Regions from separate parts of the Mus musculus genome. Here region 1 is linked to region 2. A link is a contact called in public Hi-C data. All regions are on one chromosome and are shown on one strand. The core of a region is the stretch at or near the end of the contact, and the rest is flanking DNA. Distances in the headings are between cores, read along the strand shown.

Region 1 (4,423 bases), core at 175-2,674, 170 kb after region 2:
TGTAAAGGAGATACTAAAGGTGTCCATGTTCTTGCTTGACCAGTTTCTAGAATTGACTGCACTCCCTACCCATTGTTCTGTATTACTCTGTCCTCTTCTCCCATAGCTATACCACCTCCACCTCCCCACCCCCTTACTTCCTCACCCACTACTCCTACCCCCTACCCTCCACATCCCACCCCAATCAACTGTCACGTGATCCCTTCTCTGACTACACACACACACACACACACACTCACGCACGCACACGAATGCACCCTGCTCCACTGTCACGTGGCCCCTCCCTCTGACTCCCTGCCTCTGCCTTAGGAGGTCCTTGTGATGACATTGGATGCACTTGATTAAATCAAGACAGTCCCTGTAATTCAGCATCTTTCATTTGGCTCCTATATCTATAACATCTCTGCTCCTGTGTGAAGTAACGCAGTCACAGATTAGAGGGGACGTTTTTTTCAGCCGACCCACAATCTACTGAGGTAGATCTTTTCTTCCCCTCCCCACAGTTCAAATAGTTTGTAACACACATGCCTGCTTATATAATCTGTGAGTCGTTGGGTCCCATCAGGCTCCAGAATGTGGGAAAACCTCATGTCCTCCAGAAGCCCATTCCATTAATGGCATGAACATAGCTGAGGCAGAGCCTACCCTAGATCTCCCACCCAGATCCCCACTGCCTCACAGGTGAGTCACCATGGCTTTGCCATCTTGGCCCTGCAGACCCTGATTCTAGCAGAATTACACTCAGTCCCCAGCCAGTCTCCTGCTTCCACATGAATACTCCAGCCACCTCTTGTGGTCTCTTCAACTGCTGATATTTTTTTTGGTTCCCAAAAGATGACTATGGAGCCCAAGAAATATTTACTGAAATATTTGGCAATATGAGATATTGATCTGAAAAACCAAAAGCCTCCTATCAACAGGGATAGCCAATCATTGTGACTAACAGGAGAAGGGTGGTTTTCTGAGAGAATTTCGTCTGTTGCTTGTGTCTGTCTTTTAAGAATTTCTGCTAGTGTGGTCAATTAAATCATGCAAAATAGTGTGTGAATTGTATTTGTTATCACAGAGTTCTGAGCTGCAGAAGGTAAATCAGGAAAGTGACTCAGAACCGCCTCAGCCTGGCCTGAGCCCATTACCGCCACCAAGTGGCAGACACCAAGTGCTGACAGTGGCTCCAGCCAACAGAAGACTCCGGAGCGCCTTTCTTTCCTGTATCCTGTTACTGTTGCAGATGCCTACGGAATGTTAGAAATTACACCCCGGCCCACACTGCCTCAGTAAAAAGCTGGGTTCCGAGTGATTACCAGGACTTTCATGCCAAAGCAAGAACTAAGGAAAAAAGATGCCAAACTATTTGGGAGCGACACCACAGAAATTATTTCCTCCTTCCTTTTTCAACTTGATATTTTAACACAATGCCTTGTTTGCCGGACATCAAAGGAGATGCGATGATATATAGAGTTGTTGCCAAGGTAACTTAAGATTGTGTCTTGACCAGGAGCCTAGCATAATCATCACCAGAGAGGTTTCATCCAGCAATTGATGCAAACAGATACAGAGACCCACAGCCAAACATTAGGCAGAGTTGGGGAATCTTGCTGAGGAGGGAGAGGAAGAACTGAAGGAGCTAAGGAAACCACACGAAAACCTGCAGACTCACCTAATCAAGGCGCACAGGGGCTCATAGAGACTGAGCGGGCCACCAAGGAGCCTACATGGATCTGACCTAGGCCTCTGTATATGTTATGGTTGTTTAGTTTGCTCGTCTTGTGGGACTCCTAACAGTGGGAGCAGGGGCTGGCTCTGATTCTTCTGTCTGCTTTTGGGACCCTTCGCCTTCTCCAGCCATAAGATGGGAGGTGCCTAATCGTATTGCAACTTGATATGCTGCGTTTGTTTCATATCCCTGGGAGGACTGCCCTTGTTTGAAATGGAGGAGGAGTGGATGGGGGAGGTGCGGAGGAGGGGAAGAGAGAGGAGAGAGGAGGGAGGGAGGAGGGAGGAGGGAGGAGGGAGGAGGGAGGAGGGAGGGGAAACAACTGTTGGGATGTAATATGTGAGAGAGGAATAAATTTTAAAAAAAGATTGTGTCTTTAAGAAATAAAACTTACTTTTGCATTTTAACCATATTTAATCGTCATTTACTGTTATAAATGTACCTCTATGCCATGGTGGGTTTGAATAAAGCAGTATGTTCTGTGCCCTGATCCAGCCAGTAAATGCTTATGCTGATTCACGATCCCGTTCTCTCCAGTCTAGGGTAAAGCCCGCACAGGGGTCACACACATTCCATTTTGCTTCAACGCTGGGTCTCCTGGCTGTAAGGATTTAGACTTATCCCCAGCAAATCACACAGAAAGCTGGAAAATAAATGTCTTCCTTTGAGATAAGAAATACCAGCACGTTGTGTGTCGACATTAGTCTGGCTGCATTCTCTGTGCCTGTTTCAGGGGCAGAAGAAAGAGGACCAGAGAGCAGATGTCCCTGACAGAAAGAGCCATCCACCCCATCCATCCCAAGGCTGTTTCTGCTCATGTTCCAGATCATATTGTGAGGCCATCTGCCTCATCGGAGGTACTTCACAGCAGCCTTGGATCCTTGCAAACCAGAGGATAAGATAAAAATGCTGTTAAACAAATATTAGAATTATGCTTTATTTGGGAGGGGTTTTATTTCATTTTTTTCTTTTCTAATTTTAGAGCATTTTAACTTTTTAATTATTATTTATATCTCTGCCATTCATTTCTACTTCCCTTATAGTTGGACAATGCAGCCTATAAAACTTACTCTTGGCAAAAGAGATTGACGTGTTATTTTAAGAATTACTTATTTATGTGTATGCTAGTGTGCCTGTGTGTGTGACTGTATGTATGTGAGTTTGTGTGTGTGTGTGTGTATTGTATCATGTGCATGCAGGAGACCATGGAGGTCAAAAGAAGGTCTCAGGTCACTTGAAGCTAGAGCTCTGGGCCATTGTGAGCCAGCATATGGTGCTAGAAAGAGAAGCCAGGTCCTCTGTAAAAGTAACAGTGTTCTTACCCACTGACCCTTCTCTCTGGCCCTCTCTGCATTTTTTTCCACTGTGCAAAGATCTGATTCAACATTTTTAAACATTTCATGAATGTTTCAGAAGGCTAGGTTTCTGTGTTATAAACTATTTATATGTATACTTTAATCTTTCAAGTGTTCCCATTCCCCTGGAACAGTCCCTCGTTTTAAAAGATCTATTTATATAATATTTTTTGTCTGTGTGTGTGTGTATGCCCGTGTAAATTTGTGTGTACCACATGCATGCAGGAGCCCACAAAGGCCAAGAAAAGGGGGGGGGGTGTTCAGATCCCTTGAAGCTGAAATTGCAGACCACACTTAGCTGCCCTCTTGGCCCATGATAGTGCATTATTACGAGATGGAAAATGCAAACCAAGATCAAGTATTTTCACTACTGCATAGTATTTGGTGGCAAAGCCAGAACTGTCAATCAGGCTCCATGGGAACTGTGGTGATTTGAATAGGTTTGGTCCCCATAGAGTCATGTGTTTGAATGCTTGGCCCACATGAAGTGGCACTATTAGGAGGTATGGCCTTTGTTGGAGTAGGTGTGGCCTTGTTGGGGTAGGTAAGGCCTTGTTAAAGGAAGTATTGTCACTGTATGGGGTGGGATTTGAGGTCTCCTATGCTCAGGGTATGTTCAGTGTGAAACCCAGTCTACTGCTACCTGTGGAACAAGATGTAAAACTTTTGGCTCCTCTAGCATAATGCCTGCATGCACACTTCCATGCACACCTTGATGATAATGGACTGAATCTCTGAAACTGTAAGCCAGCCCCAATTAAATGTTTTCCTTTATAAGAGTTGCCTTGGACCCAGTTATACTACTCCTGGACATATATCCAGAAGATGCTCCAACTTGTAATAAGGACACATGCTCCACTATGTTCATAGCAGCCTTATTTATAATAGACAGAAGCTGGAAAGAACCCAGATGTCCCTCAACAGAGGAATGGATACAGAAAATGTGGTACATTTACACAACGGAATACTATTTAGTTATTAAAAACAATGACTTCATGAAATTCACAGGCAAATGGATGGAACTTGAAAATATCATCCTGAGTGAGGTAACCCAGTCACAAAAGAACACACAGGGTATGCACTCACTGATAACTGAATATTAGCCAAAAAGCTCTGATTACCCAAGATACAATTCACAGACAACATATAGCTCAAGAAGGAAGACAAAAGTGTGGATGCTTCAGAGCTTCTTAGAAGGGGGAACAAAATACAGAAGGAGATATAGAGACAAACTGTGGAGCAGAGACTGAAGGAAAGGCCATCTGGAGACTGCCCCACCTGGGAATCCATCCCATATACAGTCACCAAACCTGGACGCTATTGTGTATGATGGGAATTGGAAGTGCTTGCT
Region 2 (4,390 bases), core at 1,380-3,879:
TGCACACTGTCCCTGTTCTTAAGTGACAACATCCACTGCTTCTTGGCTATAGTGCCTACTGCTGACAATTTGAAAATATCCTCCTGGCCAGGTGCTAATAGTGGATATCTTTAATCATAGCACTCAGGAGGCAGAGCCAGGTGTATCTCTGAGTTCAAGGCCAGCCTGGTCTACAGAGTGAGTTCCAAGATGGCCAAGACTACACAGAGAAAACCTGTCTCAAAGAGAGAGAGAGAGAGAGAGAGAGAGAGAGAGAGAGAGAGAGAGAGAGAGAGAGAGAGAGAGAGAGAGAGAGAGGCAGAGAGGGGAGAGAAAGAGATCTTCTATGCCCTCAAATGAGACAGGTGACATCCTGATTTCAATTACTGCTTATTTTTACCAAAGGAAGCTCTGTTTTGCTCATCAGCAAACAATCCTAAGAGTGGTGATGGTGGACGTATGCAGAGGAATAGTACTTTCTGCACATGAACACGTAAGCTGGACTCTATGCATAAGACCTTAGCAAGATCATGCTCACTCAGCTCAAAGCCCACTATGGACCTGGGAAGGGCTCATCAGGTTCCACTTCGATGAAGAGAGACAGGCAACTGATAAATGATAGGAAGGAAGAGTCCATTCTCTTCAAGGATATGACCCCTCTGAGAGGCCACCCATGCTGCAACTGATGGTCCTACCCCATGCACACACATGCAGCACTAAGTGGAGCCTGTGGGTTTTAAAGCAAGAGATAGAAAGAGCAGATGAAGTTGGGTGGGGGGGGAGAAGTGGTGGGAGGGGAGCAGGAGAGGGAGGGGGTTTGACCAAAATATATCATATGCATGGACGATATTCTCAAACAATCTAATTTTGAGCCAAGTATTGTGGTAGACACAAAACTACAAGTGCAAATTACACACCATCCTTGCCATCTGGGACTTGGGAATTCAAACTCTGAATCACACTGAATATAAAATCGAGGGCTGTTATGCACGGATGCTGCTGTGTCGGTGACAGAGTGTCTTTAAAAGGTCACAGGCATCATGATGTAAGGATGTTACTTTCTCTGCTTTTCTCTCTTCCCCACAAGCACTCTAAGATGGCCTTGAGTCTCTCTCTGCACAGCCAGCCAGTCTTTGCCTGTCTCCCCTCCTGCCTCAAGGGTTTACAAGCTAAGCCCACCTCACCTTTAATGTGCTGTTCAGGGTTCTGATCTTGTGCAACTTCTCGTTTATCGATGGGTTTTTGCATCGCTTCACAAAAGACTTTCTCAGCTCCTTCTTGGTTGAAGGCCGCCGGTCCCCAAGAGGAGACAGGCTAGCCTGCTCCAGTGATTTGTACAATTTTTCCATCTCATCATCTTCAGATGATTTTATTTCTTCTGTTTAAAAAAGAAAAATCAGTATCAGCAAAGCTGATTACAACCAAAGAGTGAACATCAGACACTGTGGTCCAAAAGGGTTTCTGTTCTCACCTTCATCTTGGACTTCTGGTCTCCAGAAGTATAGGGCAGTGATGCAGCGTTGTCTGACCACTCATATCATGATGCTACTCAGGAGGCTATGAACCATTTAATGATGTATAATTGTAATGTATCCTAGTAAGGCCACACACTGACCTACTGCTCAGAGACTTTGGGACCACAGTAGGACTTCAATGTTACCATTTTTTGTGGAACACAATGTAGTCAACTCCTAGCCCCCTAAAATCCATATTTTCTCATACAGAGAACACATGTATCTCATTCCAACACCCTGCCCCAGTCTTAAATCATTTCAACATGGACTCTGAGATGAATATTGCAACCAAACATCCTCAAAGTTAGGCATTGGGAAACTAGGAGATGATTCATCTGGGTTCAAAATTCCTCTTCATGAATGGATACAGAAAATGTGGTACATTTACACAATGGAGTACTACTCAGCTATTAAAAACAATGGATTTATGAAATTCTTGGACAAAAGGATGGACTATCCAGAGACTATCCTACCCAGGGATCCATCCCATAATCAGCCACCAAACCCAGACACTATTGTATATGCCAGAAAGATTTTGCTGAAGGGACCCTGTTATAGCTGTCTCGCATGAGGCTATGCCAGGGCCTAGCAAACACAGAAGTGGATGCTCATAGTCAGCTATTGGATGGAACACAGGGCTCCCAATGGAGAAGCTAGAGAAAGTACCCAAGGAGCTGAAGGGGTCTGCAATCCTATAGGTGGAACAACAATATGAACTAACCAGTACCCCCGGAGCTCATGTCTCTAGCTGCATATGTAGCAGAAGATGACCTAGTCAGCCATCACTGGGAGGAGAGGCCCCTTGGTATTGCAAACTTTATATGCCCCAGTACAGGGGAAAGCCAGGGCCAAGAAGCAGGAGTGGGTGGGTAGGGGAGCAGGGCAGGGGGAGGGTACAGGGAACTTTCGGGATAGCATTTGAAATGCATATAAAGAAAATATCTAATAAAAAAATTTAAAAATTCCTCCTCATTTCTGAACCTGTGAAATAGAAAAGTAACCTCACAGACAAGCCCTACAACCTAGGGCTTACCATAAAGTCTGAACACCTGCTGCCCTGGGTACCTTCCAAGTGTCTGCTGAGGAAGACCCTGTGCCTGTTTGCTGGCTGTAGAAAGACAGTTAGCATTTCTCAACCTGCTCCATACCATCTGGCCCCTCTTAACTGCGCCTATCCAGCTTCAGCCCTTCAGAGACTAGAGAGCAATGAACCTCTGCAGGCCATTCTGGAATAAGCAGGTCAGTGGCGGCCAGGAAGGCTTCATCCTAGAAGCTTTGTTAGGAACTGGCAAAGATGGTTTCAACTTAAAAAGAAAAGGAAAAGCTAAATGTGGTGGTGTGTGGGCTGGAAGTTTTCCAGGAGTCATCCTAAAACCTAGAAAGAAGCTGGTTCCTCTCTTGGAGCTCTCTCACTCTACGGGGCCAATGTGTCCCCTTTAAGGCCACATTGGGTATGGCTTTCCATCACAGGTAACCATAGGGACCTTAAATGCCAGTAGCCCAGTTTGGATGCTGAAGGAGATGTTGACTCGTTGCATGTCTTTTATTCCATGTGGAGAATTTCAACTCATTGTTCCTTTGTTTCCTGAAAACTATCTTGGGAAGTGTGTACAATGAGTTTTTTCTCCCCACATACACCACAGTGTTTACATATCCAACCCCCCTGACTCTGTGGTGGGGGAAAAAGATCCAAAATGAGCCCTATGCCCACTGTGATCATGAAGGGGGGGGAGGGGCAGCTGATCAAAACAGGCTCTGAGGCAGACACATAGGATAATGCAGTGATACCAGAACCCAGAAACGTCAGTTACATCACAGTAAACTCTTTTCTATAATTAGAAATGCTTAAAAATTAGCTCTTGCCCATTGACCTCAGACAGTTGCTACAAAGTGTCCTCAAAACTTAGCTGAGAAGGTGAGCAAAATGTTTCTCACAATTGGCCAAAAGTGTCAACCAGAGCAACATGTTTTTTCTGTTGTTGTTGTTGTTGTTGTTGTTGTTGTTGTTGTTTTTCAGAGTTTCTCTGTGTAGCCCTGGCTGTCCTGGAACTCACTCTGTAGACTAGGCTGGCCTCAAAACTCAGAAATTCACCTGCCTCTGCCTCCCAAGTGCTGGGATTAAAGGTGTGCACCACCACTGCCCAACTTTTTGAGACAAGGTTTCACTATGTATTCTGGACAAGCTACAACTGGCTATGAGGACCAGACTGTCCTAGAACTCACAGAGATCAGCTTACCTCTACTTCCTGAGTGCTAGGATTAAAGACAATTCACCACTACTCCTGGCCCAGAGCAACTTCTTATATCTTAGTCAAATGGTATCAAAATAGGGGAGAAAATGTATCAAAATAGGGGAGAAAATGTATAAAAATATATCTAAAGATAGACCTGTGGCCCCAGGCAATGTGCAATAATAAAATGTCAACTTTTGTTAATAAATTCAAGTACAGATATCTCTGTCATTAGGGAAATGAAAATCAAAACCACACAGAGATATCACTTCCTGCTTATCAGAATTGCTAATATAAAGAAGACAGATAGTAGTTAAGTGTGGCCAAAGATATAGAGAGATAGGAGATCTCATTTAGCATTAGTGAAAACGGAAAGCAAACCAGTACTTTAGAAAGTAGGTTGATGGTCCTCACGATGCCACGGTGACAATAGGACCCTGCAATTACACCTCTGTATTTGCATTAAAGAGAAATCAAAACATATCCCCTAGTGAGTTCTACATACTCATAGCAGCATTGTTCACGAGAGAAAGAAAGACAGAGAGAGAGAGAAGAACTAAGTAATTGATTATCAAGAGGTAAATGGATAAAGGGGATGTGGTGTGGAGCCCATAAAATGGAGCACTAGCCAGCAATGTAAGAAACAAACAAACAAACAAACAAAAA

What was found. A called contact is a pair of places that touch in the nucleus more often than the background predicts.
Region 1: a Hi-C map of cerebellum shows a contact between it and region 2, with 1.9 times the contacts expected there. The contact joins two enhancer-like sites. A contact is called at or near these places in 26 of 484 Hi-C or Micro-C datasets (B cells, the BV-2 cell line, the C2C12 cell line and 19 more) and 1 of 115 datasets of contacts at active chromatin or transcription factors (the HPC-7 cell line).

The regions. Positions count from the first base shown.
Region 1 is chr10:7,075,212-7,079,634 of GRCm38.p6, forward strand. No RefSeq gene overlaps it. Among named protein-coding and RNA genes, the nearest start is that of Ipcef1, 97 kb to the left of the region's middle. Within about 2 kb of position 1,425, at least 34 of the 459 cell types and tissues checked have an H3K27ac peak or open chromatin away from gene starts, as enhancers often do. A contact at or near this core is called in cerebellar granule neurons and cerebellum, where this site is marked.
Region 2 is chr10:6,899,407-6,903,796 of GRCm38.p6, forward strand. It overlaps Ipcef1 (interaction protein for cytohesin exchange factors 1), which reads right to left. Exons shown (of 9, transcript NM_001170800.1): 8 at 1,164-1,357. It also overlaps a transcript of Oprm1 not described here. Among named protein-coding and RNA genes, the nearest start is that of Ipcef1, 79 kb to the right of the region's middle. Within about 2 kb of position 2,630, at least 3 of the 459 cell types and tissues checked have an H3K27ac peak or open chromatin away from gene starts, as enhancers often do. A contact at or near this core is called in cerebellar granule neurons and cerebellum, where this site is marked.